Linked DNA regions of Anas platyrhynchos: region 1 is linked to region 2. The links are chromatin contacts, called in public Hi-C maps. All regions are on one chromosome and are shown on one strand. Each heading gives the region's core, a stretch centred on a gene start, on an enhancer-like site or on the middle of the called end of the contact. The rest is flanking DNA. Distances are from core to core; before and after follow the strand shown. Region 1 overlaps POPDC1 (popeye domain cAMP effector 1). Region 2 overlaps PREP (prolyl endopeptidase).

Region 1 (3,551 bases), core at 507-3,006, 140 kb before region 2:
TTCATAGAATTACATATGAGTGCTGAATAGTGAATCAAGCATAACAGAGGTTTTTGGAAAATTCATTCAGGTTTATATGTCTTTTATTTAAATCTAGAACAAATTGAGCCGAAGCAGAAACTTTCCAGACTTATGGAACCATATTTGAAGCTTATCACCCACAAGCTCAATCACTGGATGCCATCCATCCCACAGATGGGCCACTGAACTCCATGGGAATCACTCTGGAACTGACAATCAAGAAGAGATGGTGGGTTAATCCCAGAGAAACAGGATATAGCTACTTATTAAATTTCTGCACAGGAAGAGATAAGGCTGCTTATGTGACCTTGACATTATAATTTCATAACCTTTCAGGATGGTCTTTGCAGCCTTTATTTTTCTATAAAAGCTCAACAAGAGCATCCCAAACCTGCAGTCTTCACTTTTCACCCAAACATCCTCAAAATATGGAAAGTGGAAGCAAGTTTATAAACTTCAGAGATTTCTATGTGGCCTTGAAAAACAGACACCAATACCTATTTCCAAGGGCTTAATACAAAAAATTCTTCTGAGAGCTCCTGAGAACTTTCTTTTGCTTATACATAGCTGAACTTACTGTTAACTTTGTGTACATTTGCCACCCACAACAATATTAAAATATTTTATTTTTGTTTAACTTTTTTGATCTGTCCATACATACACCTCCATCAACTGTGACTTACTGTCTCCTCAAAACATTTAAATGGATCATTCTATTACATTGCTTTGGCGGGATTTTGTTACATGTCTCCCTTCTCCTATAATACCATCTCTGCCACAGGACTGAGAAGAGGAGGGCTGGAATACAAATGTTCAGACAAGATGATCAATAAAGTCACAGAATAATTGAGCTTGGAAGGGACCTCTGGAGGTCATCGTGTCCAAGCCTCTGCTCAAGCAGGGCCACGAAGAGTAACATTGCCCAGTATCTTGTGCAGACAGATTCCGAACATTGCCAAGGATGGAGACCCCACCACCTTTCTGGGCAACCTGTGCCAGTGCTCCATCATCTGCACAGTAAAAAGTGTTTCCTTATGTTCAGGTTTCAGTATGTGCCTATTGCGTGTTGTTCCATCACTGGGCACCACTGAAAAGAGCCTGGCATTGTCATCTTTGCATGTTTGCAACCTCCCTTTAGGTATTTATACACATTGACACGATCCCACTTGAACTTCTTCTTCTCCAGGCTGAACAGTCCCAGCTCTCTCAGCCTCTCCTCATAGGAGAGATGCTCTGGTCCCTTCATGATCGTGGCCCTTTGTTGGGCTCCCTCCACTACGTCTATGTCTCTTGTGTTGGGGATTGCCCTGAATTGTTTGATTTCAAAATATGTTCCATATACATGTGAAGTTGGGCAATTTGTTTGGTCCATAGCTTCTCCAGGAACTCACTCATTTTTAGGTCCCATACCAATTTAACTTGTACCTCTTTCTATCCACGAGCACTGCAAGTCAAAGAGAGAGAAATTCCTTTCCCTGATAAACATACAGGTAGCTCCCAAGACTCCTGAATTCAAAACAATAAAGACATGAGGAGATAACTTGGCCCTAGAGTGCTAATTCACTCCCTTAACTAGCACATAATTCAGATTTCATGATCTCCCTTGTGTGTTTAATACTTAGGAAAGAAAACATCCGCAACTACTTTCCTAAAGACCGATCAGGTTGGACACTGTAGATACACTTCAGATAGCCCTCCTTGTAACAGATTATTCACCCTCTGCAAGCACAGTTGACTCCTTCTCCAGTCATGCTTGTGGGTCATATTCCAAATGAGCCATATGGGTAGGTGTAATGTTTTGTTCAGCAATGGTTGAAATATTTTGGGATCCTGCCAAAGCTCCGAGTCAGAGCTCTGTAGAGACACTGATTAGACTCTTTCAGCTTCCACTCAGACTGGAAAAGCCAAATCTGTAAAGCTCCAAGGAGTCAAAACTGCAGAAATAATCTTTTGGTCAGAAAAGAAATTCACTGTTACTTAGCATGCCATGTTTAATAAAATAAATATTTAACTGAAAATATCAATTATTCATTTTGTAATATGGCTAACTTGTAATTATCTTCCATTCTTTTATTTCCTTAAAAATGTGATTTGTGAGCATGACTAAATAAAATTGATTTTGTGATGGGCAATATAATAGATGCAGACAGAAAATCTAATTTAAAATCTAACTTCTTCTTTTTTTTTTTTTTGCATCCTCTAGCTTTTTATAGAAAAACACTAAAAAAAAGAGCCTGAAAGTTCATAGTAAGCAGAATCTGTATGAGAGCTAAAAAGACATATGTGACTACCAGGCATCATTTCTTCCAGTAATCTTGCTGTTCATAGCCTGTAAAAAGGCAATTTATACATTGCTTGGGATACTACCCTGCTTCCATATATTTTCCGCTATTTAAATTCACACAATTTACTAAGAATTTAGAGCCTAGTTTTCAGAGATGCTGAGGACACAGACCACTCTTACAGTGGCAGGAATAAAAATATTTCAAAAACCAGACTCTGGACTCCAGTTCTCCTTTGTGGTACAATTTAAATTAGCATGAAGTGAATTTTTTTTCCTCATACTGCTAGAAAGCAGCAATGAAATGCATCTCACTTAATTGTGAGTATATAAAGGTAGGTTAGTAGTTAGCAATGGTTGTGCATGCTCGTTCTCTAGTCACTGGAGACGGATGGCAATATCACACCTTCAACAGGTATTAGGTAGGTGGCTTGAATGACACCGGATAAACTAGCTTAAACTAGATGTATAACCCTGGGACTGGTACTGTTTAATATCCTTATCAACAACATAGACAGTAGGCTTGAGTGTACCCTCAGCAAGTTTGCATATGACACAGGTTGCCCAGAGAGGTTGTGGATGCCCCATCCCTGGAGGTGTTCAAGGCCAGGTTGGATGAGGCCCTGAGCAACCTGGTCTAGTGTGTGGCATCCCTGCCTATGGCAGGAGGGTTGGAATTAGATGATCTTTGACGTCCCTTCCAACCTGAGCCATTCTATGACTCTGTCAAAGCGAGACAAGATGACTCCAGTTCTTCATTCCTCTTTCATAAGGTAAACTTATTGTCTCAGAAGTAGAAGCCACAACACATTATTTGTACTCTTTGAAAGTGCTCTTAATTGTTAGACTCAAGTGTAATCTGCTTCCTCTCAGAGGCCTTTCATTTCTGGAAGTGCTTATGTCCTGAACTATGTAATATTTCAGTGTCAGTATGTGACAGAGACTACATAAGAACGCAGCTGATGCCTGTGTAGAGCACTTCCCAGTTACAAGTATTTGATATTCCTCCTACATTTTAACATTTTTGTTGCCTGAACATTTCTGTCTTTAGAAAGCAGTTTAATATTGAATAAGATTGAGGGAAAGAGAGATTTAGTAAAGGCATCAGTGGTGGTGGTTTCAAGATTTTAATTTGTTCTCTGTCCAGGATTATAGAGAATGTCAAGATGTAGTCATTCATTCTTAAAGTCAACAGAACTGACATTTGTTTTAAGAATGCTCTTCCTGTAGTAATTCTAGTCCCAGCAGA
Region 2 (3,905 bases), core at 395-2,894:
ATTTTTAGTTCACAAATACAATCCCTCCAAATGCATATTATCATATCAAGACCATTTTAAGCTAATCAATTAGTTTTTACCACTTTTGCCCTTTTTATTATCAAGGTGGAAAATTGGGATGGGGTAAAGAATAAAATAAATCAATCACAGGTTGAGATAGAGACAGATAATCTCAGAGAAGGAAGGGAAAATAATAATAATAAATAATAATAAAAGAATATAGAAGACAAGCGATGCACAATGGAATTGCTCACTACCTGCTGACCGATGCTCATCCCATCCCCAATCAGTGGCTGACACCCCCAGCTGCTGTCACTGAGCACGGTGCCACACGGTGTGGGACATGCCTTTGGGCAGCCTGGGCCAGCTGTCCTGGCCGTGTCCCCTCCCAGCTCCTGGGGCACCCCCAGCCTCCTCGCTGGCCGGGCAGCACCAAGAGCAGGAGAGGCCTTGGCTCTGTGCGAGCACTGCTCTGTACCAGCTGGAACATCCCCGTGTTATCAGCATTATTCTCATCCTAAATCCAAAACACAGCACTGCAGCAGCTACTACAAATGCTTGTTTTGTTTTCTATTTGTATCACACTGGTTTAATCAACTACATTTCAGAAGAAGTGATAGCGGGTGATCACAGCAATGGTTGATTTCAGGATCAGGTCTAACAGAATCCCACTTTTTACACCCAGGAGGAGTCTGGATATACTCTAGGCAGCACATAGCCTTATTATATGTAAACATATCAGTGTGCTCTCCCACCATCCATTCCCTAGCCTAGAAAAACTGCTTTGGGCATTAACTCAATATCCCTATTCCTTCGATTTCCTACATGAGACAGCCTTGTTCCAAAGGGAACAAAGCAATAGGCACATGGGTATTTACAGGCATTCTCCTTAAATCTAGCACAGAGTAAGATTAGCAGCCTTCTGAGGTAACAGACTAACACTGAAACTGTTTTTTTCTGTGGTCATTAACTTGCTTTTGAGTGCAATGAAAGCCCCACAGCATCAGGAACTTGGCTCTGTAAGAGATTACCGTCCCTGTTTGCAGCCCGAAAGTTTGCCTGGCTGTTTCACTTGAGCAAACTGACAATGTTTTGAGCCTTCCCTGTTTATTTCTGTTCATTCTTCCCCTGTGGATGCTGCACTTTCACATTCTTGCAGTGAAAACGTGCCCTCGCCAGCACACGTCTGGCCGAGGTTGTTCCTCTGCACTCTGAATTTCATTTGCAAGTTCACCTCCCTGGCTGGGAACCACTGATGTAAACTGACAGCTCTGAACCTTAAAAAAATATATATATATATATATTTTCATCAGGTTATGGATTGCACGCAGTGTGTGTCAGACAACAAACCGTACTTGTTTACTTCTGGCAGAATTAGGACAGGAGGGTTCCCCAGCCCTCTCCTTTCCCTCCTGCTTACATTCCTGCCTCTACAGCAGTGACTTTTAACACCACCAACTGTGAAAGACTCTTATATAATTTACTGTTTAACTTTGACAATAACAGTCTGGCTGTGAAAGACAGTTATGATACACGAGTCTGGAGAAGAAACAAGAACACGCCACAGAGATAGAAGCCTGGGAAGCTCCTCTGCTTTCAGAGAGTACCGATGACATTGCAAAGGTTTTAAAAATCTTCATACCAGACTGCCATCTACTGGGATGTTACTCGAGCTCTCTCTCTGCTTCTTCCCAACTCCTCTACCATCCTAGAATCTGTACCAGAAAAGTTAAGTGTTTTCTCAACTAACGAAAAGATTTGATAGCATCTTCTTCAAAACTGACCTAGATATGAAGTATGATTAGCAATAAACAGATTTTTCTCAAAAGCAATCCATTCAAGTGCGGAGATGGAAATGCATCTGTCTTTCTATCCCAACACCAGTTCCAGCACCAGATTAAGCATGCTTAATGCTGGTGTTGAATGAGTAACAAGTTAAAATGCTGAAGGTATTTTCTTACCTGTTGCCTTGTAAATACAATAAGCTGACAAAGTTTTACTCAACCCTCTTCTGTCCTAATCAGTCACCTAGATTCTTCTCTCCACTGAAGCTAAAACCGCTCCAACTCCCTACAATGTACCCAAGATTACTTATTTTTTTTCAAGTATGATGGCAACATTAGAGCTTTTGCAGTCTCTGAAAGATCTCCTTGTCAGGTACTTTTCGCTGGCAAGTAAGGTATTATTCTCCATCTACCCTATGGTTTCAACACCTGCAATTTTTGCTCAAAACTTAAGTACAAAACTTCAAGTTCCATCCCTGATATAAAGAAAGGTTGTGTGCGTTGATACTTAAATCACCCACGCCATAATCCAACCGTCTTCCCTGGAGCTTGTGTACAACAGAAGAGAATCCAACTGTCTCTGCCTATTTGGCCAGCAAGGCCCTGTAATAAACAAATGTTTTTATTTTAATCTGACAAGAATGCAAGTAAGCAGACTTTCATAAAATACTGAGCTGTGCAAAGCTGTATTCTAAAATCTCTGGCAGCATATTAGTACCAGGTAAGAATATTTATATTTAGGGTAGTGCCAATAAGCTGTATCATTTGATTTTTACTAAGGCTACTTTTAATTTTTCCCTATTATTTTGTGGTCTTCCACTTTCTCAAGGACATGCTTTCAAAAAATTGACCAGAAAACTTGTTTGGATGGTCTGAAAAGGAGATTTTTGACCTATTCCACAAAGATGAAACCACATTTTGCAGTCACAGTGGTATACTTTAATTGCAGAATATTTGTTTTCTCCTGACCATTAAAAACCATCTTTCATTAATATCAGGAAAACAGAGCCACATTTAACAGCTAGAGCTCACAGCACACCCTAGAAAATCAGCTGTTTTATTTAGTACCACCACTCAGATAAGCTCATGGTTATTTACTGAGGCAGATCTCTGCTTTGCCACACCTTAAAATAGCATTTCTTCTTAAATATCAGTATCTCCAGAAGATTATGCCTCCTACAGATTAGGAGAAGTTATAAGCAGCCACGTTCATTTATTAAACAAGAATGCACAATAGTGATGTGTGTTCTCTATTCACCACCTTCCCCTTTATCCCAATATTCAGGGAGATGTTTCAATCCCGGTGATTTCAGAACTAGCACCTGCAATAGATTCTATTACTCTCATGTTCTATAGCAAGAACTACTACTACCAGTACACTCTTCCTATCCCTTATATTAAATGCTCAAAAGTGTGTGGGGTATATATTTTCATTTATCACAAATACTACCCAAGCATTTGGTATCAGAGAAAAAGACACTTTTTATGTTGAAGCTTGCCTCACGGTTTTTGCTCACAACAGAAGAGCCAGAAGATGTAGGATGGCTACTTCTCTACACTCTGGCCTGGAAAACTTTTTGCTACCCCCTGTAAGAACCGTGCAATGAGTTCTCTTCCTTGGTCCTCCTAACATTCTGTTCTGTATTTCTGATCTTGAAATGCTCCAGCACTGTTTCTTCAACTCAGTTAAGAAAAGGCTCTATTACTGTGCTATTATCTCCAAGATGGCTTTGCTAAACAAGACCTTTCCAATAAGAAGAGTACCTCTACACCTAATACAGAATACAGCATTAAATGATTAAATGACATGGAAATTATATGCAAGTCTGCAAACTTTCGCCACCCTACAAAGCAGGATATGCTCATGAATCAAGACTGCAATACCAATCCCCCAAGGAAAAGGAATTTGCATCACAACCACACATGTAGTTTCACTCACAGACACCGCAAAACAATAATAATCACTTGATGTATCACTTGTGTGAATCAGTGGATACATCACTACAAGACATCTGTCACCAACAGAAAGAAACCCATTTATTTATGGAACTAGGGAAAAATAAGGATAAGGATTTCTAAATTCCACGCTATTGCTAGTTTAACTCAACAGAACTAACTTTT

Evidence for each region. A called contact is a pair of places that touch in the nucleus more often than the background predicts.
Region 1: a Hi-C map of liver shows a contact between it and region 2, with 2.5 times the contacts expected there. The contact joins two enhancer-like sites. A contact is called at or near these places in 3 of 8 Hi-C or Micro-C datasets (F1 follicle, liver and subcutaneous adipose tissue).

Annotation. Positions count from the first base shown.
Region 1 is chr3:75,035,651-75,039,201 of IASCAAS_PekinDuck_T2T, reverse strand. The region is part of intron 5 of POPDC1 (popeye domain cAMP effector 1); the gene reads right to left. Among named protein-coding and RNA genes, the nearest start is that of POPDC1, 34 kb to the right of the region's middle. Within about 2 kb of position 1,756, at least 2 of the 8 cell types and tissues checked have an H3K27ac peak or open chromatin away from gene starts, as enhancers often do.
Region 2 is chr3:74,893,445-74,897,349 of IASCAAS_PekinDuck_T2T, reverse strand. The region is part of intron 6 of PREP (prolyl endopeptidase); the gene reads right to left. Among named protein-coding and RNA genes, the nearest start is that of PREP, 16 kb to the right of the region's middle. Within about 2 kb of position 1,644, at least 1 of the 8 cell types and tissues checked has an H3K27ac peak or open chromatin away from gene starts, as enhancers often do.